Regions from separate parts of the Mus musculus genome. Here all the other regions are linked to region 3. The links are chromatin contacts, called in public HiCAR-type and promoter capture Hi-C maps. All regions are on one chromosome and are shown on one strand. The core of a region is the stretch at or near the end of the contact, and the rest is flanking DNA. Distances in the headings are between cores, read along the strand shown.

Region 1 (2,700 bases), core at 155-2,654, 2.5 Mb before region 3:
AGCCTGGGCCTTTGTGTCCCAGATCTTTGAGAATCACTTTTGTCTTTTATCATAATGACAGACACTAATGTTCCAAGTCTGAAGAATGCCTTCTAGACTGGATATAATAAGATAGACTATAAATTCCAATGCTCCAGAAGGCCAGGCAGGAATGTTGCACTTTCAAGCTCAGCCTAGACCACAAAGCAAGTGTCTGGGACACTGTCTTCAGTGAAAAAGAATCAATTTTTTAAAAGAGCAAACATTTTGAGACCAATGGGGTAAGATGCAATGAGCACAGGAAAGAAAGGAAGGGAGGGAGGGAGGGAGGGAGGGAGGGAGGGAGGGAGAGAGAGAGAGAGAGAGAGAGAGAGAGAGAGAGAGAGAGAGAGAGAGAGAGAGAGAGAAGAAAGAGAAGAAAGAAAGAAAGAAAGAAAGAAAGAAAGAAAGAAAGAAAGAAAGAAAGAAAGAGAGAGAGAAGAAGAAGAAGATAGGTGCCTTTTAGACATGTAAAACGTTTAACTAAGGAACCCCATGTAAAACGTTTAATTAAGGAACCCCAGTACACCCAAGGCAGCACCTGATAACCAGAACCCAGTTACATCACTCAAGACAACTAGACACAGTCCTAGAACCCCATGACACCCAGTGGACAGTGTATTAGTGGGCACCAAGAGCAATGCTCTGCTCTGCACAACTGAAGAGAAGCCACCTTCATCTGCCCTGCGGCTGGAGAGTAATCTGACACTCCAATCAAAAACTTCTGTTGGAGACTGGACCTGACCTTCAGCTAAGATAAGTCACACAGGAGGGTAGCCTTGGGGAGATAGGCTTAGGTAGTTAGGAATTTAGGGGGTGAACCTATGAAATGACCGTTTGCATAATAAAATGTAACTTTTGTTATACTAGCTACACTAACTACACGTCTCTACCTTCTTGCATCCGATAGCAAATAAACCTACTCTTTTTCTTTACTAATAGGAAAAAGACCTTTGAACGAGGTCATAAAAGTATTTAGTAGCAGAAACAGGACTAAATACCCCCGGCCACCAGTACAAAATATGACTAGTATTCTCGGGAGTAAATTCTAGATTACCCAGGGCAACACTGTAAGCCTCTTGCTTAAAAAAAAAAAAAAAGGAATCCCACAGTCGTTACCGCCGATATCCCCGGCCAACTTGTGCCCTCCCTCGTCCCCAATCTCCCTCGCGTCCTCTCTATGGCAGCTTGCTCTCGCTACATTTCATTAATCCTGACCCCCCAACACGACTACTCCAGTTACAGACACTTGCATACTGAACACCACAGCAGACCCGCAAAATCCGCTCCTCTCTCAACCACAGAGCCTGTGCCAGTGACGGACGCACACAGATGCCGTCGCGTCAATGACGTCAGAGAGGCGCCCGATCCGAAATCTGGTCGCCATCCCCTGACGCAGGGTGGAGCAAGTCCGTGCACTTTGTTAATTGTCTCTTGGGCTTATCGGATTTTTCCAGTGGAATTTTAAACAAAAAAGCAGCGTCCCGGCGGGAGAAAGCCGCTGAACAAAGCGAAGAAAGGAAAGGAATGAGTGAGGCCTGAAGGAGACATCGCCAGAGAGCTCCGGAAGCTGGCCGACAATGAAGGGTAAGTGGGATGAGGGACGCGGAGCGGGGCCGGGGTGGGAATATAGAACCTCGGAACTAGAAGTTGGCTTGGGAAATGAATCAGGGATACCTGTCTCAACAGAGTCCTAAGGCAACTTCCAGGGAATTACCTTAGTACACAAAAGAAATGGAGGCCCGGAGTCTGAATCCGCCGTCTCAGTCTCTTAGCTAGGAATAAATGTCAGGATCGAGTTTGTGTGCTCTCCTCAGGGGCCTCTCGGGGGAACTAGAAGAGATGGGTCCAAGTTCTTGACCGGACCTAGCTACTACCTTCCCGTATAACTTCTGTCAAGGACCTGCACCCCTCTGCCACCTGGTTTTCACCCTTGCCCCTGTAAAAAGCTGCTGAGGGGCAGTATCGTACACCTAAGGCTTTGGAATTTGAGCCGAAAAGAGCTGTGCCCAGAAGGGCAGCCAAGCACTGGGGCAGTACTAGAGGAGAGAGGTAAAGATATTGCCTCTGATTTGGTGATTCATGCCCTTTTTGTCTGAGAACAAGTTTCTTAGCGTGTCTCAGCTACCACTTTATTATGTGCATAACAAAGAAGAGCTACTGTTAAAAATTGCTTAGAAAGATTAATGACATTAAGATAATATATATGCACACTCACTCAACCAACCGCTTGACAAGCTGTGAGTGTCCCACACCTACTGCATGTTGCAGAAAGACTTTCAACTTTGATGCGAGGCATCTGGGGTAAATAAAACAAAGTTCTTCCTGGGATTCCAGCCCCTGCATGTTTATCACAATAAAGTTCAATCTTGATCCATTGTTCAAGAGAGAGCTAGATTCTGTATATAAAACTTGTGGTACCTTGGTTTGTTTGCTTGGGTCAAGCATATACTCAGGGAGACAGAGATGGATTGTTTGTTTGTTTGTTTGTTTCTTATTGTTGCTGTTGGGATAAAGTCAGCTATGTACTCCTGACTAGCCTGGAGCTCACCGTGTGAACCAGCTCGGCCTCTACCTCTCAAGTAATGGGATGGATCAACCATGTGTGCCGCCACACCCAGCTCAGAAGTGCAGTGTATAGGGTGTAGTGTGAACTGCACTTTCTGGTCATGGGCCCTTCCT
Region 2 (2,700 bases), core at 13-2,512, 2.4 Mb before region 3:
TCTTTCTTTCTTTCTTTCTTTCTTTCTTTCTTTCTTTCTTTCTATATCATTTACTAACATAAGGGAAGTGACCCTTTTGGTCCAAGATACAGAAGGGGCAACGGGATAAGAAAACAGAGTGAACAAGAGATTGGAAGAAACAAGTGCTTTGCCATAGTTTAACACTGGAGGGGACGTCCTGGGGAAAGGTACGCCGGAGAGGAAGTGGTTACCAAAGACCTTCAAGTTTTCCGGAAGCACAAACAGCTGGAATGGGTCAGAAGAGAGTAAAGCAAGCTCTGAGGCTCTGGGGTGCGAAAGGGCACCGGATGCTGGATCCAGCAGCTCGGGCGGAGGGCTGAAGGTCAGGTCTGGGGTGGGTGAGGGTCACTTCACGTTTGTGAGGCATGTGCATACTCTGAGGTTGATGAAAACACTTGGAGTAAAATTATAGGCTGGAGACTGCCTCACCTCATGGGGACCTAAGGGTCAGAGAGGCTTTCTGCAAACGGGTTGGGCCCATGTGTGCTAGAGGCACAGAAATGTGCTTGGGTAGCCTAATGAATGAATGAATGGGTGGATGAATGGACCAGAAACACTGACAGGTTAAAGGACCTGCTGCTGGTCCACAGGAGACCTAACAGCAGCAGCCTGAATGCTGGTTCCGGTCCCAGGAGCCACAAGCTGTTGTGACCTTGGGGACACCCACGCGCCGGACTCGGCCCGGAACTCTGCGTCTCAGGGGCGGGGAGGACGAGTCAGGAGGGACAGTGCGCGCGCGCGGGAGACCGGCGGATGACGGGTTCTTAACTCCGGGCCCTCCCGTGCCTCACTCCAGTCAAGCCCGGCCGCCGATCATTGCGATCTGCCCTGCTGACATTCCACTTGGGCGGCCCATGCCGCTCCTCCCGGCCCCGCACGCTCAGAATCCTTCAGGCGCTCGCGCCAAGATTCTCCCGCGTCAGCGAGCCCGCCCCGCAGCCGCGCGCGCCAGACGACTCTCCCGCGTCCCGCCCCGCGCAGGCCCCGCCTACCACGTCCGCACCCCGCCCCCGGCGCGCAGGCCCTGACATCTAGCCCCACCCCTTTAGTGCATGCCACGCCCGTAAAAGAACACGCCCCCCGGGAGGCCACGCCCCCACCAGAGCTCCTCGCTGGTCCGCGCGGCGACGGGGCGGGCCCCGGGCCTGCGGCGGCCGCTGAGGGGCTCGCAGCCCTCGGGGCGGGGCGCGAGGGCGGGACGGGGCCGGTGCCGCGCGCTGGGATTTTTAAATGTCCCGCTCGAAGCCGGGCGCAGGAGCAGCCGGCTCGACAGCCAGCGCGGTGTAGGGGGCAGGCGCGGATCCCGCCAGCGCCGCGCGCTCGGCCGCCGCCTCCCGCCTCCTGCTTCCCGCTCGCCGTCGGCCTCCTGCCCGCTCGAGCGCGCCTGCCTGCGGCGGACACAGCTTCGGGTACGGGCTGCCTGGACTCCCGGGACTCCCGGGACTCCCACGACTCCCAGGCGTCCGGACCGGGTCCGACCAGACCGGACCGGGCCCGGGTGGGGGTGGGGCGAGGCCGGGTCACCCGGTCCCCTGAGGTATCAGCTCGGGGTGCCCCGGCCGGGGTGGCTGTGAGAGACGGGTCAGGGGTAGGTGTAGAAAGGGACACTGAGGCAGCCCCGGCCCCGAGGACGGTGATGGAGCGGGGGGTCCTCTTGAAGGGCGGCTGGGCCTCCATCCCCAACCTCAGGTTCGGACCCAGGGTCGCAGGCTGCTGGCGGCGCCTGCGGGTGACAAGCCACCCGGGCCCATCGGCCATTTTCCCGGCCGGCCTCCGGGCCCAGGAGGCTCCCGCCGCCGCCGCCCGCGCGGGAGGGGGGAGGGGTGCCCGGGACGAACTGGAAGACTCAGGTCCCCTCTGCGGGCCGTGCTCACCACGATGCTTGCTTGTTGTCCTCCCAGGTCTGAGTTCCAAGCCCAAGTCCTGAGCCATGCCAAGGGAGAGGTGAGTGGCCTCCCTGCTGCGGGAGGGTAAGGGTGAGTAGCGGTGGGGGAGGGGCGGCCTGAGTTTTTGGGGAGCAGCACCCCATGACACCATGCCCTTGCAGAGACTCGACGGACCACAGCAACATGAAAGAAGAAGGTGGCTCCGACCTTTCAGTCCGCTCCAGAAAAAGGAAGGCAAATGTGGCCGTGGTGAGTACAAAGGATACAGGTTGGGAAGGGGACAGCCCACCCCCCCTTCCATCTTACCTGGGTACCAAATTTGGTTCTTCTTACCTACTAGTGAAAAGAATTAGTTGAGAGAGAGGTTTCCTTTAGTTGAATGTCGTTCATGACCTAACAAACATTTCCCCCTTTTTCTCTTGTGTTTTTTGTCTTTGGGTCGCACCATGTGGACCCATGGTGGACCGGGATTTTTTTTTTTTTTTTTTTTTTTTTAGTTTTTGCAAGACCCAGATGAAGAAATTGCCAAGATTGACAAGACTGTGAAAAGCGAGGATAGCAGTCAGGTAGGTCTGCTGCCTACAGGGTATTCTGCCTCCTGGGTTCCAGGTTTTCTTTCTTCCAACTTTCCCAAAACAGAGCTGCAGGCCACATGGCTGAACCTCTGAAGCTTGTCAATGTGGCCTGGTCTCAGTTGGGCCTGGGGTTGTGGGAGGGGTTTGTGTTTCCTGAATGGCACCTTTAAGGTTACAGGTACTGATACCTGGAGGAACCAGAGTGAGTGTATAATTTG
Region 3 (2,700 bases), core at 92-2,591:
GGCCTTAAAGCAGACCCTGTTTAACATAAGATCCATGAGAGGAACTCATCATTTCTGTTAGCAAACTTTACAGCAAGTATTCTGTGCTGGGATCCTTGCCTGCAGCTGGCGAGGGTTCATCTAGATCTGCAGTGGAATGGGGGAAATTCCTTCTCCTTCCTCCATAATTTCCCTTGCCTTTCTATCGTGCTTCACTACAACTCATCGTCTTGCTGCATGCTTGTGACAAGCCAGTACTCTATGTCTCTGCATATGGCCCAGGCAAGAGTTGGACTTGTCATCCTCCTGCGGCAGCCTCCTTCCTCAGCAGGACTACAGGAGCGCCATCTAAGACCTTAAATCTCAGACTTTACTCTTAGTGCGCACCCACTTTCTATGAGAAGCACTACGACCCGACGTTCTTATGACAGTTCTTGCCTCGTGTTACAGACATGAAGCAGCAGCTGAATACTGTTCCCCTCAGGGACATGCGCCTCACACCAGTTACATGTTCCACAAATCACTTTAAGTAGGTGTGGGGTGAGGGGCTATCTAATAAAGCATTCTGAGCAGTGTGTTCTTGGTATTAACAGTCGACAACCAAAAGAGAAAAAGATCTATCAGGGACAGGTAGCTAAGAAAGGCAGGGTGTATGGAACAATTTTTGTTGGAATTAGATGACAGGCTGCCTTTTCGTAGGTACTGATCTCAGTGGGCCATCCACTACCAAAACTCAGTCTGGCGCACACCTTCCTTTAGTCACAGCACTCAGGAGGCAGAGGCAGACGTGAGGCCAAATTGGTCCACACGCAATTTCAGGCCAGCCAGAGCTAGAAAGTGAGACCCTGTCTCAAAGAGAGGGAAAAGATGCTGACAAGCAGTTTAAAGATAAGAGGAACATCTAGGACTCAATACTGAAGGTGCATGTTAAGGAGGAGAATTAACAACAAAGGCCAGAGCAGTACTACGGCGGCGGCGGGAGGATGGGTGTGGATGGGTTGGGGGTGTGGGGACTGAGAGGCATGTCTTTGGAGACCCAAAAGTGTCTGCGGATTTTATCACTAAACAACGTCGAAAGTGCATATAGCCGGACATTGGAGGCAGGAGGTAGAGCTGGGAAGGTCCCCCGAGACTGGGTAACCTTTCTTCGGGGCACCAGGGACTCCGAACACAGGAACAAGCCAAGCTTAAGACCTGCCTCGGAGCCTAACACCCCCAAAACAGCCCTCTGAGCGGAAGTGTACCTCTTCCTTCCGGTGTGCGCCGCACGAGACGGGGCGGGGCAGCGCGGGAGGCGGGGGCGGGGCCTTGCGTTGACGAACAGCTGCCGGGACCAATGAATGCAGCGGTAGCGGCCCGGCCTCCCCGGCGCGCCCCTTCCCCGGGCTGTAGACGCCCCCCAGGCCCATCCTTGCAGCGCGCCGCACAGAGCCGGGAACAGCTGGGTCCTCCTAGTCTTCACCTCGCTGTAGCCCGTGAAGTGGGCGCGTCCCTAAGGCCTGGGTGCTCGGGGTGCTTCTTTGCCAACCCGAGCCGCCCCTGAGGACTGCTGAGGCCGCAGGTCTGTGGCTGGGGGTCGGGCCGCGAGGGGACTGGACGCGCAGTGTCTACGGGACACGTGGGCGGGGCGTGGGAGGGAGCGTCTCAGAGCGGGAGCGAGTGTCGCGAGGTTCCCCGGGCCGGCTAGCACCTGGTCCTCGCGTGGGCTCGCCAGGTGCGCAGGGGAGTGGCTCCAGGTGCGGGGGAGTGGCGCGCGTCCTGGTCAGTAGTCCAGGAATTGCCTTAGGGTCTCTTTGCTAATGTCTGGCAGGGCTTTGAGTCCGGCTGGCCGGAGCAACTTTTTGTTTCCTAGTTGGGGAGGCTGTTGCCATGCAGACGGGAAATGTAATTAGCACCTGGCATGTTTGTTAACTTTCTGCTTTACCAGGCTCAGGGTAGATGTAAGGTGGGCCCCCTGTATAGCCCTAACCCGCCGAGGGCTAGCAGGGAGGGTATAACTCCTCAAGAGGGGACAGGATTCCAGCTGTGGCTGCAAGACTTTGAAAAGATTTCTTCTCTCCCCCCCCCCCCCCCGTTTCTTGTGCTTTTTGAGCACACTGCATTTGAGTCTGTGTTCAGTCTGAGCATTTTTGAATGAATGAATCTTAACAAAAGCATTGTGTGGTGTTGGCTTCCTCTGTTGTATTTAGCAAGAGCCTTTCCGTTAGATAAACATAGACTTTGGTAACTAGAGTGCAGGTTGGATTAGCTGCCGAAACAATCGCGTCTGGCTACTCCTCATCTTTAATAGATAATTAGTAAAACGCTATTCATTAGTCAGAGGAACCAGGCAAGATGTTCCCGGGGGACTGAAGCCAGCTTACTCACCACCACCACACCCCCGCCTCCCCCTCATAGCTTCCAAACTAGGTAACTGCTCCCGCAGCTACACCCACAGTTGCTCCCCAGAGAGAGCAGCCACCCTGACTGGCACAGCCCCGCACTGTCTTACTGTCTTTGACATCCAGGCATAAAGCTTAGCAGGGATTTTTTTTTTTTTTCAAAGAACACAGGTGCTAAAATTCAGGTATCAGAAACAGTGTTTCAGTTCTTCAAAATCTGGCTGTCACAAGTTTACTAGGAATCCCTCCCACGTGGTCAGTTCTGTGGGAATAAATCAGACCCACTACTTTCTGTAGGAACTGTAGAAAATAATGTAAAACTGTGTCACGCAACAAATCC
Region 4 (2,700 bases), core at 56-2,555, 2.4 Mb before region 3:
CAGAAGACAGGACCTTCCCACGGGAGCAGAACGACTTCAATAATGCTGTCCTCAAAACAGGTCCTGTTCACCGGAAGTCCATCTGCCAGCCATAGGGAAGACAAAAGCTAACTGGGAGCCCTGATGTCCTATAGTCACCCAGACTGGAGGGAAGATGACAGCAGGGCTCCCATACACAGAGGAGGTGAAAAACTCAAACCTTTGGACAGCAGCCTGACCTGAGTCCAATCAAGTTGTGAGGAACAGAGGAGGAGGCCTCAGAGTAACAGGGGGCTCCATGTTCTTTATAGCAATCTTAGACGAAGCTGGGATTCAAATCCCCAGAGTAGAGGGAGGAAATGTGTCAGGGGTAGGGGGTGGGTAAGGGGAGGCTGCAGGGAGAAACAAACAGAAACTGAGTGGAAAACAGGTCTTTGGCCAAATAGCAATATTTGCTCCCCTGTCTGGAATTCCCCAGTTGTACTCTGTCCTCTGTGAAGTTCATCACCCTGTTCTTCCAGCCTACTAAGTTGTTTACTTACTTGATTGTTGGTATTTAAAAATAAGAAGATATCGAGGGTGTGCTGGCTCCCTCCCATAACCCCAGCATGGGGGAGGCTATGGTAGGACTCCCAGATCAAGACCAGTGAAGGTTACATAGTGAGACCCAGTCTCAAACTAACAGCAATAATACAATCTTACATATATCTTAGATCTTCCTAATTTCTCTTGAAAGATCAGAAGTGGTCAGTGGTAGGTTCGCTACATAGCTCGCAGAGTTAACTGACACCCATCACTCAGCAGCACCGTGCCCTCTGCACCCGGCCATGCATGCACCTTATCTACTTAGTCATAGAAGAACGTTTTTCAACAACAGCTCCAATTAATCTGGCCCTTTGATCCCCTGACATTCATTCCTGGCCATCCCTAAGCTAGAGCCCAGATTTCCTCCCTCTCTGGGCCAAGCACAGCAGTCCGCTAGGCAGAAGGCATAAACTGTGGGAAGACACCGCACCGCGCACGCGCACTCCCAAGCATCCAGGTTGCGGCTGGAAGCGCACGGAGCTGCTGACTACTCCAACCTCGGCGCTGCAGCTTAGGCCTTCAGTGTCTCAGGTCCTTTGCATTGAGATGAACAGCTCTAGCACTGGGCCTGACACCGTAGGGTCCCCGACCGGCTTCGCAGACCCCGGCTTCCCCGCGCGCACCTTTACCGAGCTGGAGTCTGGGACCGCCAAGGCACTGAGGCCGGCTCTGCTCTGCCAGCTCCAGAGAGGCGTTCACAGGCCACCGCCACCCTGGCTCCGCCCTCCCACCTTCCGGCTCCGCCGGCCTTCCGGGTCGCCGAGCTCTGGGTCCCCATGAGTCTGGGTCCTCAAGATGGGACAGGCCTGGGGAAAGATCTTGATGGCGGGGCGAGGCGTCCCTTCCGCGCCCCAGCGTCTGATTGACTGACACCAAGACCCAGGCTAGGAAGCTCTGTGCCTGCGGAAATGGGGAGCATCTGGGAGGGGACTCTGTGTCGCGAGGACCCGCTGCCCCCACTTCCTCTCCGCCTGGCCACCCCACTCAGTGCCCAACCTCACGTTTAGGATCTGGGACGGTTCCTGGAAGGTTCTCCTCGATCGCCCTTTGCGCTGGCTGGGTCTGTGACTTGCCGGACCCTTTCTCCCACAGGGTCCTGGACCTGGGAGATGATAGAGGGGCTTGGCTGTCAGGAGCGACTGCTGGTTAATTAACGCTGGGGCCTGCGTGGGACGCGCAGGGGCTGGTATAGCTTTCAGACCTCCTAAGACCAGAACAGAGCCCACTCCACTTGCAGGGCAAAGGGAGCCACTCAGAAAGAGAGCAGAGTAACAGAAAAATCCAGAGAGGCCTAGGGAGCAGTCCCCGCCCCCTGGTCCCAAGGACTCTAGGGCTGGCCTGAAAATATGCCAAATCTGGTATCTCTCCCAATACTGAACTTTAACCCTGAGCAAAGTCTTGAGTACGCACGGTTGTCAGTGACAAACTAGATACAGAGGGACTGGGCTAGCCAATGCCACCCAAATAGAGAGTGTGGCGAGCGAACTCCAGTCTAGGTCCAAGTGGCCCCTAGCGCGATCTGCCAGGTGGGGGTGGAGAGCTGCTGCGGGCATACAGATGATCTGTGCAGGGCCATATTATTTCTTCTTTTCTGTCTTCTTAGAAGGCCTCGAACCCCTTTTAACATCAAGATTCTCCTGGCTGGAGTGGAAAAGTCTGTGCGTTTTCGAGTAGGAGCTTTTGCCCGAGTTTGGGTGACTTTCAAGAGCCAAAGTTAACTGAGGCTAAGAATAGATTAGCTCCTTGCTCTCTGTGGAGCTATGAGGTGAGGCGCTTCAATGTCCCCCGCGGGCAGCGCCCTCTGGTGGCAAGGTCGAGAACCGGACTCGCTTGTTTTCTCCTTTGCCTAAATATCAGAAGTATGTAGCAATGATGGGAACAGGAAAGTTCAGTGGAGAATAGAGACTAGGCTATAAGACATCCACACCGACGATGAATAAAGCCCTAAAATTATCACCCTGACACCTAGAAGTGTTCCTAGACAGCCAGTAGCGGCTGAGGCCGTCTGTGAAAGAGGTGCACAGTAGGTGTGTGTACATCCACAATCCTGTTACTCAGATAGAGCTCCTTCTGAGGCAGAAAGCTCAACAATTTGAGGCTAGCTACCAGGTGCAGGGGTGTACACCTTTAATCGAA
Region 5 (2,700 bases), core at 104-2,603, 2.0 Mb before region 3:
GAGAGAGAGAGAGAGAGAGAGAGAGAGAGAGAGAGAGAGAGAGAGAGAGACCAACTCTTCGGAGAAAATTCCCCGCAAGGTTTCTCTAGGGACAGGTGGAAAGTTAAGTGGCCCCCATTTTTCACTCCCGGTTTGTGAGTCCTTCCTGTTTGTCCGCCTCTTGGTGAGCGCACACTCAAGTCCCCGAGTTCTTTCCTGGAAGGATGCAAGCCTGGAAGGCTGGGGTCGGTGCGGGCAGAAGCCAGGGGCTGGGGCCTGGGAGGAGCAGGGCGGGGTCCCGGCCTGGCGCGCGGGTGGCAGCGGTGGCCGGGTTTTGTTTGCAGGATATTGTTTTGTCTAACGGGTGCCTCGCAGGAGACGTGATTCGTCAGCCGCCTTAGTTTTCACTTGAGCGGAAAATAACGGCGGCTACGTGCGGTCCCTGCCTGCGGGGCTCGAGCGCGCTGTGCGTGTGCATCCTCTGAGGTGCGCGCGGGTGGGCGGCCCGGGGCACCGGCTTTAGGACTAGCGGGCTAGCAGGGTGAGTGCGCGCCGAGCTGGCCTTGGGTTCCTCCTGCGCTTCTCTGGGCAGTCGCCGCCGCCGCTCTGCAGTTTAGCAGAAATCCGACAGGGGCCGCGTTTGCTGAGCGCATCCGGCCGGCTGCAGCCGGAGCGGGGCCGTGGGGCCAGGCCTCTCGGTGTAGACGTTGGGAGGGGGCCGGTGGGTAGTGGTGGGGGCAGTAGACTGGGAGGGGCGCGGGAAATGATCTTGGCCGGAGCGAGCACAGCTCCCCTGTCCCTGCTGTCCCCTCGTGTCCACCGCGAGTTGGGCATCCCCGCGCGCCGGGGCCTTGGCTTTTCCCCCACGGTCCCTAGGTCTCCAGGCAGGGCTTAGGTGAACTTGGGGTGGGGTGTGCTTGCTCATATGTGTGCGTGCGTGTGTACGTGTGTGTAGAAAGGGAGCTTAGCGTGGAGACCCTGGTTTTCTTTCTCAGTTTTTAACAACTGGATTTTGACTTTGAGACCAGCTTCGCTCACTGCTTGGGCTGGGAGGGGGGCGATCTTTCCCCATCACTCACATCTTTGTTCATTGTTCACTGAGTGCAAAGCAGGCGACTTAAAGAGAGGAAAAAGGAGGGAGAGAAAGAGAGAGGCAGAAGAGGGGGAAGAAGAGAGAAAGAAGAGGGGCGTGGGGGGCACATCAGTGTCCCCTCCTGGGTCGTGTTGGAGGGTGAAATAGTAAACCCACGCACGGAGGGTCGCCAGGAAAGTGGACATTACCGCTTTAATTAACTTCGAGATGCTCCGGCGGCGGGACCTGGCGTAGCCGTGACGCGCCCCCATAAATCTGCCGGGCCGGGGCTGCTCCAAGAACTCATACAGTAGCAGCGTCAGATTCAACGCGCGCCTCCCCCGGCCGGAGTCCATTTGCATAATTGGATTTTTTTTTTTGCCTCCTTCCTCCCTGAAACTTATTTGAAAACCCAAGTGAAAACCGCGACGACCTGCACACTCAAAAGCAAGTGCCAAGTAAGTGCCCTGCGGTGCCCTCCGCGCGCCCCGAGGTGAGGGCGCAGTGCTGGGGGCGAGTGCCCGGCCGGCTCGGGGAGAGTGTGCAGCGGGCGGGAGAATTGCATCTGCTGGGCTGGATGTTCGAGGAACTTTTTGTTTTGTTTTGTTTTTTTGCTGTTTTTTTTTTTTTTTTTAAACACAACTCCCAACCCTGTCTCTCCACTTTTCCGGCGAGGTGAGGTGACTGGGCCACGCGCATAGTTGAGGCGAGCCTGAAGAGGAGATCTTGGGGACACAGTTGAGAGTTGAGCATAGGGGTTCTTTGGGAGGGTGACGGGTCTCTGTCGCCGCCGCCACCGCCACCGTCGCTGCCGCGGCTTGGAGAGCTGAGCTGCGAGTGAGCGGGGTTGGTTGCCTGTCGCGCCGCGCCGCTGATGCAGTTTGTCGCCAAATGCCTCCCCCATTATTCTAAGGTTTGTGTCTCAGGGTGTGCGTGCGCTCGCGTGTGCGCCCCTGTGTTTTGCTGGGCTTTAAAAGGAAGAAAAGCAACCAAAACAAGAGTAGGAAGGCTTCCTTTCCAGTCTGCCTTCCCCTTCAGCGTCCTCTGTTTCTATTGCTTGAAAAAAATGGAGTGAGAGCTGTTTTGCCTAAGAGAGGGTCACCACCAACAGATTGACAATTCGGTTGGAAATGCTATCAATTCTACAGCAGAGATGTAGCTGCGGGCATGGCATGCCGGCTCCACCCTGGTCAGGGAAATGGCTTCACAATTTCAAATTGTTGAAAAAAATGCATACTATGTTATTATTAGTAGTATTATTTGCAGTGAGCAGGATGGAGGGGGAAAGTAGATTGCGTTGGAGAAGACTCCAGCTGTCTTTCCCATTTCTGGGCCTGCCTGGGAACTTGGCTGTGGGCAAGGCCCACCACCCTGCATGGCAGGGGCCTGAGACTCAGCTTCCAGCTCTGGGAGTTGCGGGGGGGGGGCACCTCCCCCCATAGCCCTTTGGCCTCTACTCTAAGAGAGCCTAGGGCTTTGGCTGAAGGCTGCTTTAGCTATGATGTCATCCTGATAGCGGTGCAAATGTCTCTTGATCTCACCATTACCCGCCTGGCTGAGTTGTTGGTAATGATAGCACTCTGCCCAGCTCCCCGACAATCAGGACACGGCGCCCTAGGAATTAGCATCCCCCACCCCAACCTGACCAA

What was found. Promoter capture Hi-C pulls out the DNA fragments that hold promoters and counts their contacts. HiCAR-type assays count read pairs that join an accessible place to other places. Capture Hi-C pulls out chosen DNA fragments and counts their contacts.
Region 1: a contact with region 3 is called in a promoter capture Hi-C map of adipose tissue, with 3 times the contacts expected there. The contact joins the promoter of Pop4 here to the promoter of Dpy19l3 in region 3. A contact is called at or near these places in 2 of 39 promoter capture datasets (the C10 cell line and liver) and 1 of 9 other capture datasets (adipose tissue).
Region 2: a contact with region 3 is called in a HiCAR-type map of astrocytes, with 10 times the contacts expected there. The contact joins the promoter of Ccne1 here to the promoter of Dpy19l3 in region 3. A contact is called at or near these places in 8 of 39 promoter capture datasets (the 3T3-L1 cell line, the C10 cell line, cranial neural crest and 3 more), 1 of 15 datasets of contacts at CTCF or cohesin (large pre-B cells), 2 of 115 datasets of contacts at active chromatin or transcription factors (astrocytes and large pre-B cells) and 1 of 9 other capture datasets (adipose tissue).
Region 4: a contact with region 3 is called in a HiCAR-type map of astrocytes, with 6 times the contacts expected there. The contact joins the promoter of D530033B14Rik here to the promoter of Dpy19l3 in region 3. A contact is called at or near these places in 5 of 39 promoter capture datasets (cranial neural crest, hippocampal neurons, liver and 1 more), 2 of 115 datasets of contacts at active chromatin or transcription factors (astrocytes and large pre-B cells) and 2 of 9 other capture datasets (adipose tissue and liver).
Region 5: a promoter capture Hi-C map of hippocampal neurons shows a contact between it and region 3, with 9 times the contacts expected there. The contact joins the promoter of Zfp536 here to the promoter of Dpy19l3 in region 3. A contact is called at or near these places in 2 of 39 promoter capture datasets (embryonic stem cells and hippocampal neurons) and 1 of 115 datasets of contacts at active chromatin or transcription factors (embryonic stem cells).

Annotation. Positions count from the first base shown.
Region 1 is chr7:38,270,052-38,272,751 of GRCm38.p6, reverse strand. Pop4 (processing of precursor 4, ribonuclease P/MRP family, (S. cerevisiae)) reads left to right here and starts at 1,404. Exons shown (of 7, transcript NM_025390.4): 1 at 1,404-1,605. The coding sequence starts at 1,599.
Region 2 is chr7:38,106,052-38,108,751 of GRCm38.p6, reverse strand. It overlaps Ccne1 (cyclin E1), which reads left to right and starts at 1,262. Exons shown (of 12, transcript NM_007633.2): 1 at 1,262-1,430; 2 at 1,923-1,965; 3 at 2,069-2,156; 4 at 2,405-2,473. The coding sequence starts at 1,952.
Region 3 is chr7:35,753,095-35,755,794 of GRCm38.p6, reverse strand. Dpy19l3 (dpy-19-like 3 (C. elegans)) reads left to right here and starts at 1,341. Exons shown (of 19, transcript NM_178704.3): 1 at 1,341-1,540.
Region 4 is chr7:38,182,387-38,185,086 of GRCm38.p6, reverse strand. D530033B14Rik (RIKEN cDNA D530033B14 gene) reads left to right here and starts at 1,305. Exons shown (of 1, transcript NR_165180.1): 1 at 1,305-2,515. 1600014C10Rik (RIKEN cDNA 1600014C10 gene) reads right to left here and starts at 1,300. Exons shown (of 4, transcript NM_028166.3): 1 at 1,188-1,300.
Region 5 is chr7:37,768,405-37,771,104 of GRCm38.p6, reverse strand. It overlaps Zfp536 (zinc finger protein 536), which reads left to right and starts at 1,353. Exons shown (of 6, transcript NM_172385.2): 1 at 1,353-1,509.